5 separate regions of the Mus musculus genome follow, and all the other regions are linked to region 2. The links are chromatin contacts, called in public Hi-C and promoter capture Hi-C maps. All regions are on one chromosome and are shown on one strand. The core of a region is the stretch at or near the end of the contact, and the rest is flanking DNA. Distances in the headings are between cores, read along the strand shown.

Evidence for each region. Promoter capture Hi-C pulls out the DNA fragments that hold promoters and counts their contacts. Hi-C and Micro-C count contacts between places; a contact is called where the count stands out from the background.
Region 1: a promoter capture Hi-C map of pre-B cells shows a contact between it and region 2, with 4 times the contacts expected there. The contact joins the enhancer-like site here to the promoter of Pik3ap1 in region 2. A contact is called at or near these places in 6 of 39 promoter capture datasets (the 3T3-L1 cell line, cranial neural crest, embryonic stem cells and 2 more), 1 of 484 Hi-C or Micro-C datasets (large pre-B cells) and 2 of 115 datasets of contacts at active chromatin or transcription factors (large pre-B cells and pancreatic cancer cells).
Region 3: a contact with region 2 is called in a promoter capture Hi-C map of liver, with 4 times the contacts expected there. The contact joins the promoter of Morf4l1b here to the promoter of Pik3ap1 in region 2. A contact is called at or near these places in 4 of 39 promoter capture datasets (the SN4741 cell line, cranial neural crest, frontonasal cranial neural crest and 1 more) and 1 of 115 datasets of contacts at active chromatin or transcription factors (microglia).
Region 4: a contact with region 2 is called in a promoter capture Hi-C map of pre-B cells, with 3 times the contacts expected there. The contact joins the enhancer-like site here to the promoter of Pik3ap1 in region 2. A contact is called at or near these places in 9 of 39 promoter capture datasets (the C10 cell line, cranial neural crest, embryonic stem cells and 3 more), 1 of 484 Hi-C or Micro-C datasets (pre-B cells) and 2 of 115 datasets of contacts at active chromatin or transcription factors (embryonic stem cells and pro-B cells).
Region 5: a contact with region 2 is called in a Hi-C map of liver, with 2.3 times the contacts expected there. The contact joins the enhancer-like site here to the promoter of Pik3ap1 in region 2. A contact is called at or near these places in 2 of 39 promoter capture datasets (frontonasal cranial neural crest and liver), 1 of 15 datasets of contacts at CTCF or cohesin (the NIH/3T3 cell line), 2 of 484 Hi-C or Micro-C datasets (both in liver), 1 of 115 datasets of contacts at active chromatin or transcription factors (pancreatic cancer cells) and 2 of 9 other capture datasets (adipose tissue and embryonic stem cells).

What each region holds. Positions count from the first base shown.
Region 1 is chr19:41,632,938-41,635,637 of GRCm38.p6, reverse strand. Slit1 (slit guidance ligand 1) reads left to right here. Exons shown (of 37, transcript NM_015748.3): 19 at 895-1,038; 20 at 1,317-1,483. Among named protein-coding and RNA genes, the nearest start is that of Gm52407, 30 kb to the right of the region's middle. Within about 2 kb of position 1,352, at least 21 of the 459 cell types and tissues checked have an H3K27ac peak or open chromatin away from gene starts, as enhancers often do. A contact at or near this core is called in pre-B cells, where this site is marked.
Region 2 is chr19:41,383,769-41,386,468 of GRCm38.p6, reverse strand. Pik3ap1 (phosphoinositide-3-kinase adaptor protein 1) reads left to right here and starts at 1,367. Exons shown (of 17, transcript NM_031376.4): 1 at 1,367-1,512. The coding sequence starts at 1,500.
Region 3 is chr19:41,523,975-41,526,674 of GRCm38.p6, reverse strand. Morf4l1b (mortality factor 4 like 1B) reads right to left here and starts at 1,423. Exons shown (of 1, transcript NM_001326287.1): 1 at 1-1,423. The coding sequence starts at 1,335. The coding sequence ends at 364. All of the region lies in intron 2 of Lcor (ligand dependent nuclear receptor corepressor), which reads right to left.
Region 4 is chr19:41,614,713-41,617,412 of GRCm38.p6, reverse strand. Slit1 (slit guidance ligand 1) reads left to right here. Exons shown (of 37, transcript NM_015748.3): 26 at 585-748; 27 at 2,499-2,623. Among named protein-coding and RNA genes, the nearest start is that of Gm52407, 12 kb to the right of the region's middle. Within about 2 kb of position 1,437, at least 44 of the 459 cell types and tissues checked have an H3K27ac peak or open chromatin away from gene starts, as enhancers often do. A contact at or near this core is called in pre-B cells and pro-B cells, where this site is marked.
Region 5 is chr19:41,578,182-41,580,881 of GRCm38.p6, reverse strand. All of the region lies in intron 7 of Lcor (ligand dependent nuclear receptor corepressor), which reads right to left. Among named protein-coding and RNA genes, the nearest start is that of Mir8091, 9.1 kb to the left of the region's middle. Within about 2 kb of position 1,406, at least 18 of the 459 cell types and tissues checked have an H3K27ac peak or open chromatin away from gene starts, as enhancers often do. A contact at or near this core is called in liver and pancreatic cancer cells, where this site is marked.

The DNA of each region.
Region 1 (2,700 bases), core at 103-2,602, 250 kb before region 2:
CACAGTTAATCTTGACTTTGTGGCTATCCTGCCTCAGTTTCCCAAGGTCTGTGACTACAGGCTCAAGCCACCATGTGCAGCTCCCAGATATTTTGTTTAATAACCTGCTTTTTCCTTCAACGTGGAAGGAATCGTACATCATAGAATGTCTTCAAAACATAACTATTTTATGTGTAATCTAGATGCTTAGGCTGTTTTAAATTCTGTTTTTGAGAAATGCTGCATTTATGACCATCATTCCAAGTTCTGCACACGCCCCTGAGTAGTCAGGCAGTGGAGTCCTGAAAGGGGGCCAGCCAATGGAAACAGAAGGGGACTGCCTCTTGTGGACAATCTGGGGCGGCTCGGCACCCTCTTCCCCAGAGGCCTCCCTTGTTGTCTTGCCAACCGTGTGTGCCCATCTTCATGCTGTGACCTAGGCTGGCATTGTGATGATTATGTTTTAATCTCTTCTCTGATTTGACAGGCAGGAACTGGGTGTTATTTGGGTATCCTTGATTACTGGCTAATCAGTCTGACATGCTTCATGCATGGTCGCAGTCCATTTAAATGCCCCTTGGAATCGCCTACCCAATGCTGGCTTGGTTTCTGCTTCTTTTTTTTCTTCTTCTTCTTCTTTCTTTTTTTTGGCTGGGGGCAGGAATTAAAGGGGTCTTGGAGGGTGAGTAATGTGGCCAAGGCATTGCTCCAAATAGAGATGAGAAAGAAAGACATCTGAGCAGCACCAGGTTCTGCTGTCCCTTGGCCACAGGGTTCCTAGCAGGTGTCGGTCTGAGAAAATGGCCCGAGGCTGGGGACACCCTCTCATAGCTATTTTAAAGTTAAACTCTTGAGGGAGTCTTCAGTGGGTCATTGAGGGGTTCTGCCTCTTTTCTCAACACCCCTCCTCCCCAGGATGCTGAGGAACAACCGTATCAGCTGTATCCACAACGACAGCTTCACCGGGCTGCGCAACGTGCGGCTCCTGTCTCTCTATGACAACCACATCACCACCATCTCCCCTGGAGCCTTTGACACTCTCCAGGCCCTGTCCACACTGTAAGTCTCAGTCTCTGAGGACAGGTGGGCTGGTGACTTAGGCTGGGGGAACCCTGCCTACTACCCCAGCGGCAGGAGGGACTTCTTGCCTTGAGGAGCATCTTCAGGGGAATCATGGGTCCTTCTGGTTCTTTCCGCCGCGGGTTCTTTCTCTGGTCCTAGAAGTTGGTCACTTAGGAGATTATAAGCTGTCTGGGGCTGTGAGGTCAGAAGAGGACTCTGCCAGGCTCACTGAGAATGGAAAGTGCCTTCATGACCACACACCCCGTCCCTTCCAGAAACCTCCTGGCCAACCCGTTCAACTGCAACTGCCATCTGTCATGGCTGGGCGACTGGCTCCGGAAGAGGAAGATTGTGACGGGGAACCCTCGCTGTCAGAACCCAGACTTCCTGCGGCAGATTCCTCTGCAGGATGTGGCCTTCCCTGACTTCAGGTGTGAGGAAGGTAACTTGTGGGCCATGCAGCAGGGACAGGATGGGGCTTGCCTGAGGGGCTGGGCAGGCAGCGCCCTAGGGAGCCCTGGGGAGGGAATAGGAGACACTCTCGCTTGTTGCTGACGCTGTGTAGTGGTATGTGTGCGTTCTCCCTTCTAGCAGGCTGTAGCCTCTCCTTCGGTTCTTGTAAGGGTCACACACACCCCGAGGTTCCTGTTGGAAGCAGACTTTTCCTGGGGTAGCATAGCAAGTGTGTCCCTCAGTTGTCCCTGCTCTGTAGTGTCTCAGCATGTCTGCTGTCACGGGAGCCTTTCTCAGGCTGATGTTAGCTCTCAAATTCCTCTGCCGCTGGATGCTGTGTTCGTGTGTCTCTAGTCTGCATGTGCGTGTTCCTCCTGCTGTTCCAGAGCACACCCCTGCTCTGAAATCACCTAGCCAGGCCATGTGGAGAGGAGGGAGACCAGAGAGTCCCAACTCTCACACCAAGAAAGACAGCTAAGGCTTTTTTCCAAAGAAAATCTATGTATTTTTCTAAGAACATTTTTATGCCCTACTTTTAAAATTAAAAAAAAAAAATCTCAAGCCAGACATGCGACCATGTAGGCTGAGACAGGAGATTTGAGAGTTCAAGGCCAGCCAGGGCTCAACAGTAGGAAAAAAAAAAAAAAAAGGAAGGAGGATGTATGGATGGATGGATAGATGGATGGATGGATGGATAGATGGATGGATGGATGGAAGGAAGGAAGGGTGGATGGATGGATGGATGGATGATGGATGGATGGATGGATGAATGGAAGGAAGGAAGGAAGGAAGGATGGATGGATGGATGGATGGATGGAAGGAAGGAAGGGTGGATGGATGGATGGATGGATGGATGGATGGATGAATGGAAGGAAGGAAGGAAGGAAGGAAGGAAGGAAGGAAGGAAGGATGGATGGATGGATGGATGGATGGATGGATGGATGGATGGATAGATGGATGAATGGAAGGAAGGAAGGATGGATGGATGGATGGATGGGTGGGTGGACAGAAACCACTGTGTGATTTTTATCTTCATCATACTGTTCACACACACACATTTTATGGTTTAATATCTGTTGTAGTTAATTCCTATTTTTAAGAATTGAAATACTGCATCTTGGTCTCTTGCCACTGACTGGCTTTTGAGAACTGACTGCTTTACTTACAGCAGTCTCTTTGGGGCTGGAATGTGGATCCGTTGGTAAA
Region 2 (2,700 bases), core at 118-2,617:
AACTTTGGCATTTTATAGTCCCTCCTTCTTGGCTCAGGATTCTCAAATTTTCAGTGTCTCAAAAGAGGGGTCTGTCCCTGGATCTCAGATCTAAGGATTTACTGGTCATATGCATTTCTGAGCACATTTTCTGGCCAGAGTTAGCACCAGAGGATAGAGACTCCACAGCAAAAAAGATTGAGCTAACTTTGAGGAACTTAGAGCTGAATACAGGAAGCATCAATTAAAGCCATTCTGGAAAAAATAAAGAAATGTTTTTATAAGCTCAATTAAAGAACTCTAATAGTGTGAAATGGCTATCACGGTGTGTCAGAGTAGGGGCAGAGGCCAAGGATATCCTAAACAGGGGGAATGGCAGGCAGCATGTTCATCTCTGCTTTAGGGACCCTTGGCCTGTGTTAGGTGGAGAAACTATGCCCAAAGATACCCAGACTCAAATCTCTAGGATCTGTGAATTTGCTACATTATAGGACAAGGGTCTGAAGTTGTAGATAGATGTATTGAGGCTGCCATCAAGGGGCCCTTAGATGTCTTTTCCTGGACGATCCGGGCAGTTTAATGTATTCCCTCAGAAGTGGGAAAGGGGCTGGTGACATGGCTCAGGGTAAGGGTGCCTGCTGCCTAGTGTCTAGCCACTTTGATCAGTTTGATTTACCAGAACTCCATGGTGGAAGGAGAGAACAGACTCTGTCCACTCTGTGAACCGAACAACATGTGCATGCACATTCCCACACAAGCACACAAAATAAATAAACTAAGATTTTTTTTTTTTTTTTTAAAGTGGAGGAAGATGGAAGAAAGCCAAAGAGCTCTGATAGTGGAAGTGGAACAATCGTGTGTGGAAGGTTCTTGGCAGTGATAACATCTATCTATCAAAGATTATGCTTAACACCCATGTGCCCTTAGAGGGCCAGATCCAAGGAAATGCAGAAGGGTCACAGGAGGGCACCCAAGGGCAACGCCAAGACCCTAGGGCCAGGTGCTTCTCCTTCCCCTTCCTGCAGGCCTTCCCTATTCTTGGGGGCAGTGTCTCAAGGACAAGTCCCAAGGGACAAGGTGGTTGGGACAGCTGTGCTATGCCTCCCCACTTCAAGTCTGAGACTAGCTAGCCCTACAGTCTGTCTTCCCTCCCCCAGTTCCAGCACCTCAGACTGCTCTTGGGGGACATCGAGGTGGCTGCCTGCTTTCGGGACACACGTGGCACGAGCAGGGGTCGGCGCCGGGAGCTGGCGGCTGGTCGTGTGGACTTCTCACTTCCCCTCCCCAACCGCCGCGCGTGCAGGTGCCACGCGGAGCCCCGCAGGCGGGGCAGACCCTCTGGACACGCCCCCGTGCGAGTCCCCGCTGCCCGGCAGGAGGAAGCGCCAGAGTCGCCACTGTCCTGAGCACAGCTGGACTCTGCTTCTAACCCCGCGCCAGCGACGTCGCCTACCGCGGCTGTGGGCACCGGATACCGTGCTCCGGTGCCAGCCGGGGATGCGAGCTGCTCCCGGGACGGCATGGCAGCCTCAGGTGGGTAGCAGGCGCAGCGCTCTCCAGCTCCCGGCTCCTGGCTCGCGCGCCCCTGGTCCTTGAGGCTCTCTGACACCACCCTCCCAGTCTTGAGACCTGTCTCCCTACTTCTTTAGTCTTTAGTGAGGGGATTTTGTATTCTTTCCGGTCTTTTCTCCAGTCTCTGTCGCAAACTTCCCCTCTGAACTTTCTCACGTTTCCCCTAACCGGTCTGTGCACGATTCTGTCTTGCTCCTGCCTGGGGCTCGACCTATCCCAGTTTCTAAGTCTTCTTTTCTCCCTTCTAGCTGTAAGTTGCCAAGGGTCGCTTTCTCAGCTCTAACTCTGAGTACTCTGAGGACAGTTGATAGGAGGTGGAGGGCGGATTCTGTAAGAAGCCAGATGCTTCTCTTAGGGTCTTATCCAACCAATAGGGGGCGCTCAGGCAGTCTTAGGTGGTCCAGGGACAGCTTCAGAAGCCCCCTTTGTCCACCGCGATTGTATATCTTCTCTGGAATTTTGGTAAAAAACCGAGACCACACTCTAATTTTACTCTTACTCTGTTCTCTATGTAACTTATGTGCCCAGGGGTAATTGGAATTTGGTGGGCAAATCATCAAAAGGTGCCAGAAGTTTCTTCTGGTTGGTCTTGGGTTTCTTTCTAGCTCATGAGCATATGTACACTTGGCAAGTCCTTAGCTCGCTGAGGTTCAGGACAAACCATGTAAGGACAACGTTGAGAGACAGTTAGTGAGCAGCACCTATACACCTCAGTGGCTATAGGCGTAGTAGATTCTTGGTGAGAACCTTGTCGGTCTGGTCTCTGTTCACCACAGAGTTTTGGTGGTGTGAAAGAAAACAGTAACTAAATGAGGAATTGCTAGATGAGAAGAGAGAGTTGCCATGTTTTCGGTTTGGCTGACTTGTGTTTACCTAGCTCCAGCGTGATGCTTTGAGAGAGAATGAAAACCAGATGATAGCATCTCTTGAGAGAGATCGTGTAGCGTGGGCTGGGGGAAGTCAATGCTTGGGAGGGAAGGGAGCAGATGCTAAAGCCAACTGTCTCCAGATCTGCTAAGGTCTAGCCTTGGGTCATGGTACTTTGGAACGAAGGTAGAAAAGGCTTTGATAATACATGCTTATTATTATTATTGAAGGGGCTGGGAGGGTGGTTCATCAATGGCCTGCGGTTCCCTAGCCAGGCTCTAT
Region 3 (2,700 bases), core at 174-2,673, 140 kb before region 2:
TGAACCTTTGGCACTAGGAATCAGAGCATTTGTCATAGAGCATTAACACATATTATAAAAGTGCGTAGTGTCAAAGGAACAGAACCACCAGCATTCAAAAGCAGCTTTGTCAACTAGGCAAACACTCTACAGCATGTCTCTCTGTTGTCCGTCACTGATACACTGGTAGAAACTTTGAAATGAAAAAAGGAAGAAAAAAGGAGCAGTTACTCCTTTTATTTTCTCTGTTTAAAATCAAAGAGGAAACAAACAACTCTGTTATACACTAACGGTCTTCAAAGTACATCATTTGTACAAGAGAAGGACTAAGAACCAAACTGTTTACAGAGATCCAAGCACGAGGGAGAGAGGGCGAGCACGCCCTCACACGGCTTTCCGATGGTACTCAGGAGGGGCCACTTCATAATCACTGGCACTGAACAAGGTTGCAGAATTCTTCGCCAGGTACTTGAGAAAATCATGTAGATAGTTCAGTAATAAAGCAAGGCTTTTCTCATCTAGAGGCGTGTAGGCCAACATCGCTCCAATTCGCACAAATAATCTCAGCAAATGTGGCGCTCCGTACACCTGGGACATGGGCGCATCCGGGTGGTCGGTGAGGATTTCAGCGTACTGTGGTCTCTCAAACTTGTAGAGAAGCTGAGTGCCCAACATGACATTGAAGTACTCCTTTATGCCTGCCACCACCTCATTAACAGCATACTCTTTATTATCTGTATTTCCTCGAGACTTCTTATAATTTGCATAATCCTCCAAAATGGAATCCACATTCTTCTTGGCAGGAAGATAAAAAAGCTGCTTTTGTCTGGTGATCAAGTCCCAGTCATCCACAAGCCAGGGTTTCAGCTCTTCAGGGATCTTCACTTTAACTTCAACTCTGTTCATGAAGGTTTCTTCATTTTCAACGGTAGGATCTACCCGGGCTCTCTTCTTCCTAGGAGGCTGAGGTGTCTCACTGGTACTGCCACCATCTCCATTTCCAGGTGTTTTCTGCTTGTTCTTTTTTGTTTTCACTTCGACATTTTTCTGTTGCAGGCCGGATGTCTTCTTCCCCGGAGCAGCCCCTCTCATCTTGCCCTCTGCATATTGTTCCTGATTGGCCTTTTGAAGTTCTCGCTGTTTCTGCAAATTGGTGTCCACGTATTTGAGTACTCTGCTTTCTGGCACCCATTCATCCCAATTTTTATTCCAGCCACTGTAATGGATGAAGTATTTCACTTGTTTGTCCTTTATGGCAACCTTTACACACTTTGCTTCATAGAGAAGAGGCCCATGAAAGCACAGCACTCGCTCGCCCTCCTGGAATTTCGGCTTAGGGTCCTGCTTGGGCGCCATTTATAAGTGATTCGCCGCCTCCTCCTTCTCCCACCACCCCCGACTACCGCCCCCTACTCTCTACCCCACCCAACTCTGTATGTAGACTCTTAATTGTCTTAGTAATACCAGTCCCCGAGGATCCAATGTCCTTTTTGGCCTCCAAAGGCAGTGCATACACATGGTACACAGACAGAGGTAGGCAAATTACACATACAATTAAAATTAAAATTAAAAGGCAGACTTCAGAAACAGTACTATCTTGCTAAACTGATAATAAAAATAATATTGTAATTAAAATGTCTTTGCTCTACTTCCTATAAACCTCTAATCTGCAATACAGTAGCTACTGAAGTTCGTATTGTAATTAGAGTTAATTTTTATATTATTTTTAAACTGTAACTTTTTGATTTATCATTAGAAAGCAATTATTTTTCAATTTTATTTCTTGACATCAAATTATTCTAAAGGTATTAACAAAATTAAATTACCCACTAATCAAACAGCTGATTGTTATTTACCTAATGTAATTAGTTACTGTGTCCTCTTGCTCTTTCAAACATTAGAAAAGAAGAAAGGCGTGAGTTAGGAGCTGTAGAGGTAGAGAGGCAGCGGTGGTGGTGCAATCATCGGGATTAATGGCCAAATACTATCTATTTTTGACCCTGGAGACTATAGAGTCTCAGTAACAGTTAACCTCTGTTCCTTTAAGTAAATCTCAAAACAGTCTCCAACTCCAATTCCTCTTATTTTCCAGAAAGGAATTCTCATCTTTACAGTAAGACTGAAAGCATTTGAGTCTCTTAGAAGGTATTAAATAACCAAAAAATCCAGCAGGTTTGGTAGTTCTTACATGAAAGATCTATTATATAAAATTATAACAAATTTTAAACTCTCATAGTAAGTCAAATTTTATTTTTGAGACAGGGTTTCTATAAATAGCCCAGGATAATATCCTTAGGTCCTCTTATCTCAGTCTCCAGACTGCAATGGTTACAACTGTGTACCACCATGCCATGGCTGTCCTCAATTTCCAAAAAGGAAAAATGTAAACACAGCAAGAAAGGGGAAAATGAACCAACGCTTGGGGGAATAGTAATTCAAAACTAACAAAGATCAAAATCTGAACTAGGTCAACTGAGAAAGAAATTCAGTAATACATAATCATTAGGAAAAAAAATTACAGAATGAAAAACAGAGTGGCCCTGAACTCTGAAGGCAGAGTGCAGGCAGATCTGTAGGTGAGGCCAGAAGGAACTGCAGGACAGCCAGGGCTACCCAGAGAAACTCTTGTCTCAAAACAAAAAAACAAAAACAAACAAACAAAAAAGCAGGGGGGGGCGGTTCAGAGGAATGCTTGCTGGATATGATGCAAGATTACAGCCA
Region 4 (2,700 bases), core at 188-2,687, 230 kb before region 2:
TCGGTTGCTCACATGTTTCCAAGACACTTAGCATTCAAAGCAACCTGTGGCGTTTGAACGAGGCTTGCAAGTAAGAATGTGTGTGCACGTGGTCTTTGCTTAGCTGAAAATGAGAGTGAAAACAAAAGTGGATGGGCTGCCAGGTCAGGCAGTTCAGGGCTTAGACCCAGAGGCTGCTCTTTGCCGCTGTGTGGCCCCAGGGAAATTACATATTCTACGAGATGCTCAATTCCACGTCTTCAAATTTCACGAAGAAGCTTGCATGTGGGATTAATGACAGCACTGGATGTGTAACGGCAGAAGCAGAGGCCATTTCTGGTCAGGGGTAGATGCTGGCTACCCTCTCCCCAGTGCCTGTGGAGGCTCTTGAATATAGAGCTTCTGGCCTTGGCAGCATGGTTTCGAACCTAAATCTCCCCCTTCCTTTGCTCTAAGCTGGTTACTCAGTCTCCCCAAGTCTGTCTTCGTGACGAGGCACAGCAAGGGTTTAAAATGGAGCTTGGGGGTGACCTGGGACCTGCGTCCTCAGTGACATAAAAGCTTCCGAAACTGGAATGCCTGCTTTTCTCTGTTGCCTGTCCCAGGGCCATTGGTGCCAACCCCCTGTACTGCGACTGCCGCCTCCGGTGGCTCTCCAGTTGGGTGAAGACTGGCTACAAGGAACCTGGCATTGCCCGCTGTGCTGGACCCCCAGAGATGGAGGGCAAACTGTTACTCACCACACCTGCCAAGAAGTTTGAATGCCAAGGTGAGCCCAGGGGCATGAGAGAAGGGGTGGTGGGTGCCAGGGACCCCAGGATTTGCCTAGCCCCGGTGGGGTCTTCCAGAAACTCCCGGGTCCTTGGGTCCCGCTGCTAGGTGAGTCAGATGATATACTTGAGACTCTTCTGATTAGAATGGCTGTCTTCCATCTTGATGTCCGACATACAAACAGCTAGGCGGAAAATCCCAGGCCTTGAAGGCTTAGATTCTTCCCTGTGGTTATGTAAGAAAAATCAAAACAGCAGTTTTGAAGCTCCCAGGCTCCTGGCAATACAGGCACCCAGACTTCCCTGAAGGTAAGCACTGTGCCGGACAAACAGCTGAAGCCCCCTCTGTCCCTGGTGGGACTGAGAGACCAGCTGGTGCTTTCTGGACATTTGTAGCACAGAGAATCAGGGTGTGACCGGTGGCCCGTGCTGAGGATCTCTGCCTCCAGCATCTACAAATACTTGTTCAGGGACTGATTGACAGACTGGTTGGCAGATCAGGCTCCCCCGAGGCCCTACAGAACCCTGTGAAGCAAAGACAGGTGGCGGAGTGGCTGCCTGGGCTCAGCTTTGTTTGCAGGGGGAGTTAGGGGAGGACCCTAGGGACCCCAGGGCATGGCCCTTGCCCTCTGCAAGCTCAGAGACTGCCATCGGAAATGAAACTGACAGCTGTAGGTTAATGAGGTGGCCCAGGCCACCCTGTGTGCAGGAAGCTGTCACAGCTGTAATAGTTCCAAGGGCCCACAATGTGGCAGCTCCTAGGAGCAAGCCGATCTATGCTAATAGGTGCATGGCATTTGCTAGTTGGCAGAGTGGAGCTGAGTTGTATTTTTTTTTATGTACTTTTAAACCGAAATATGACAACAGAAAGGTACACAGACATGAGGGAAGGGCCGATGCATGATCACTGAGTTCACTCACGTACCAGTACTGGGCTAAGAAACCGACGACACATCTGTGCCTGGAAATCCCGCCAGCAGCCTCTGTCCTGTGGAAAACATTTTTTTTTTGTTTTGTCTTGGTTTTGTTTTTGCTTTCCCACTCAAGCGCATGTCTTGATATGTTACTGATATGTTACCTCTTCTAGAAGGAGCCTTCAGCAGGGAGCCTGAGTTGAGTGGCCAGGTTTTCCTATTCATTCTTACAAAACGTTTGTGTCCCTCATGGTTGGCACCCAGGTACCATTGCTGCTAGGCTACCCTATTCTCGCCAGTGATTGAGGTCTGGAGGAGAGCCTGTGTAGCTTAGAGGTAACAGAAGATTCTCTTCTCTTTAGACTCCAAGAGAAAGAACCTCAAGGCATGTAGATCCACCCCCCTATAGGCTCCCTGCAGAGCCAAGCCCGGGCTCACAGTGCCCTCTCTGCTGAGCAGGCTGCAGGCTGGAGTGTCTGCTTCTGAGGGTGTGAAAGGCAGAATCAGGGACAGTGAACAGTCATGGTTTTGCTACTCTCTGCCTCTTAGGGTGACCCTACCACTGTGTACAGTTTCCACCTTCTGAGCCCTGCCTACCTGTTCATACGGTTCTCACAGCTGTATGTGAGTCAGGGGCTTCCAGTGACCCTTTAGTAAAGTGGGCTCTGCAGCTGGAAAGCTGGACTGGGCTGGGAGATATAGCACAACCGTCACAGACTGGCAGTGAGGCATGTCTCCTGGGAGGGTATGCCTCCATAGGACCGGACCTCTCAGGGTAGTGCCTCATGCCTACACACGTGCCCTTCCTCTGCTAATGTTCTCCCTGCTTCCACAGGTCCCCCCAGCCTGGCAGTTCAGGCCAAGTGTGATCCCTGCTTGTCCAGCCCATGCCAGAACCAGGGCACCTGCCACAATGACCCTCTTGAGGTATACAGGTGTACCTGCCCCAGTGGCTACAAGGTGAGTGGAGGCTGCAGCTGGAGGGACAGAGTTCTCTCTGCTGCGAGGCATCCCTGGCACGGCTGGGTCTGTTGTTT
Region 5 (2,700 bases), core at 157-2,656, 190 kb before region 2:
AGTTTAGGCCTAGGCAGTGGTGCTAAAATAACCACTAGCTTTAGTTTAGAACACGGCAAACATTCAGACATACTACGCTCCAGACATTACAGACATCAGCTTAAAAGTACTTTGAGAACTCAATGGCTTTTAAGACAATTTCTCAGAAAGAACAATTGGCTGGAGAGCCACCAACAGTGCTCCAGAACAGGACACAAAGAGAAAGAAATTTCACAGTGGAGGGGCTATCAGCTTTGACCCATGCAAGGCAGAAGCATCCCCACAGTAGCCCACCACCGAGCTCCCCGAGAATATCCGAGAATATCACCAGGAAACATTTCAGTCTCACCAGCTGCTCTGCATGAAAGCTAAATCCACACTGGGAAGCTAAGAGGGAGGGAGAGGCCAACACTAGGTTCAAGACAGGGCACAAACATGGCCTGCGGGGATGGCCAGGGGTCTCACGGTGGCTTTGGGCTTTTGGATGCACAACTTTTACCGACATGGAAAAGAGCCCAGATTCTGAGACAACATCTCACACACACACTCTTCTCAGCCCCTCTGGCTTATGGACCTTTAGGAGACTATTATTTGATGGCATGTGAAACACGACAGAACACAGACGGTAGCTTCATGTGTGTTGAACATGTATTGATACGTCTTCTGGCTTACTCTTCCATCTTTGACTCTGACCTCATGGCCAGGACATGTCTTTATAGAAAGGTTTACCACAGACAGCCTGTGTCACCTGCCTTTCCACCTCCCACTGGTGGCAGAGTTACAGTAAAGGACATGGGAGCTGCAAAGGAGACATCTGACTGGACCCCTACTCTGACAGTACAGTCCCTCAGAACCTTAGCTGCACCTGCACACTGGGACTGAATGGCAGTATGCTGAGAGTCTGCACAAAAGCAGGGTTCAAATAGTTTTGGCTTCTGTCTGCCTTTTTAAAAAGAAACTTTTTATTCTTTGTGAATTTCACACCATGCAACCCCAGTCCCACTCATCTCCCTGTCTCTTTGTATCTACCATCTATCCTTGCAACCTCCCCTTTCCCAAGAAAAAAACAACAACAACCACCTCATTGCAGAAGCTGCAGTGAGTCATAGTATATCCTACGGTAAACCCTTCTGTCCACACATCTTTACTTGCAAATGCTCACTGCAGTGAGTCATTGGTCTGGTTCAAGACCTCTGTCTTCTGCTATTCTATGGATACTCTATCCTCACTATGGCTCCTCTCGGGTACCCTGTTGACTGTGTCATGGAGATCCTGCAGCTTTGGATCTGCAAGGCTGACCCCTTCACATGCTCCAGTAGTTCCTAGGGTGGGCCAACTCAAAGCCCTGAATCTGGGCCTGGGTGGCAGCCGTGTTGGTCAGCTCACCAGCTCTCCCTCACCCACACCACCAGGGTGAGCTTTGTGGCACTGCTCCAGCTGGCTCAGTCAATGCCTCAACTGGCAAGGCTGCCTCTGCCTCTGCCTCTGATGTGCTTGGCAAAAGCAGTCAAGGTTCTTGCTTGCTTCTCAGTGCGACCTGAAACTTTCTGTCTAGCTGAGACTAACCTTGAGCTCTACTCCTTCTCCAGCTTCCGTTGTCCCAGTGTTAAGATTACAGGTGTGTGCCCTCACAGGCAGCTTAACTTTTTTGGGGGGGGTTGTTTGTTTGTTTTGTTTTTTGAGACAGGGTTTCTCTGTATAGTCCTGGCTATCCTGGAACTCACTCTGTAGACCAGGCTGGCCTCGAACTCAGAAATCCACCTGCCTCTGCCTCCCAAGTGCTGGGATTAAAGGCGTGCACCACCACTGCCCGGCTTAGACTTTTAATTACGTTTATATCATGTATATATATCTCATGTGCACATGTGCCACAGCATACAGGGAGAAGTCAGAGGTCAGATTTTGTGAGCATGTGGGTCTCCGGGATTAAGCTCAGGCCGTCAGGCTTGGTGGCAAACACTTAGATACACTGACCATCCTGTCAGCCCCTGAATTTCTGAAAATATTTTGGTGTGTAATTCTTTACAGAATCATACCATCACTTAACACGCGTCTCTCTCTCCACTTGGCCTTTATTTCTCTGAGAATCAGTATTTACCCCCATCAGGACACAGAAGATGGAAGACAGTAGCTGCTGGAGATGGCAAATGATGTGTTCTTAGTAGATGTTTCAAAGCTCCGAATGTGACCTGTTTTGTAGGCAATTTGGATCCATAGGCAGAAACCTGGCAGTAAGTAGTGACCTTGGGGCTGAGAGACTGCACATTAACACTAACCTTTGCCCAGCTATCATTAAATAGCTAACTTTACAACTACAGCCATAAAGCTACTTTTGGCTGTGACTCCAAATTACTACTTACCACCCCCCCAAAGGTTTTAAAGAGAAATCTAATTTAGATGATTTTAATTTCTTACCATTCAGCTATTTAATGTTTAGAGTTAACCTCAACTTCCTGGTACTTAATTATATTGTTGCATTTTTCATGTTTGGCTTTAAAAAATGGTGTCAGTCTGATTTAAATTGGCTAAAGATCTACCTTTGCTTAGCAGTACTCAAGTTTCCCTGCATCTTTAACGGAGCCCAAATACAGCGCTTGCACTAACTTTGGTTACCCCTAGGCAACTGCTAATTGAACAGAGCAGAGATTCTGTCTTGTAGAGAATTTCCTCACTCTGACTCTGAAAAAGCATGACATTTTAGATCCGTAATTAGTCTGTGTC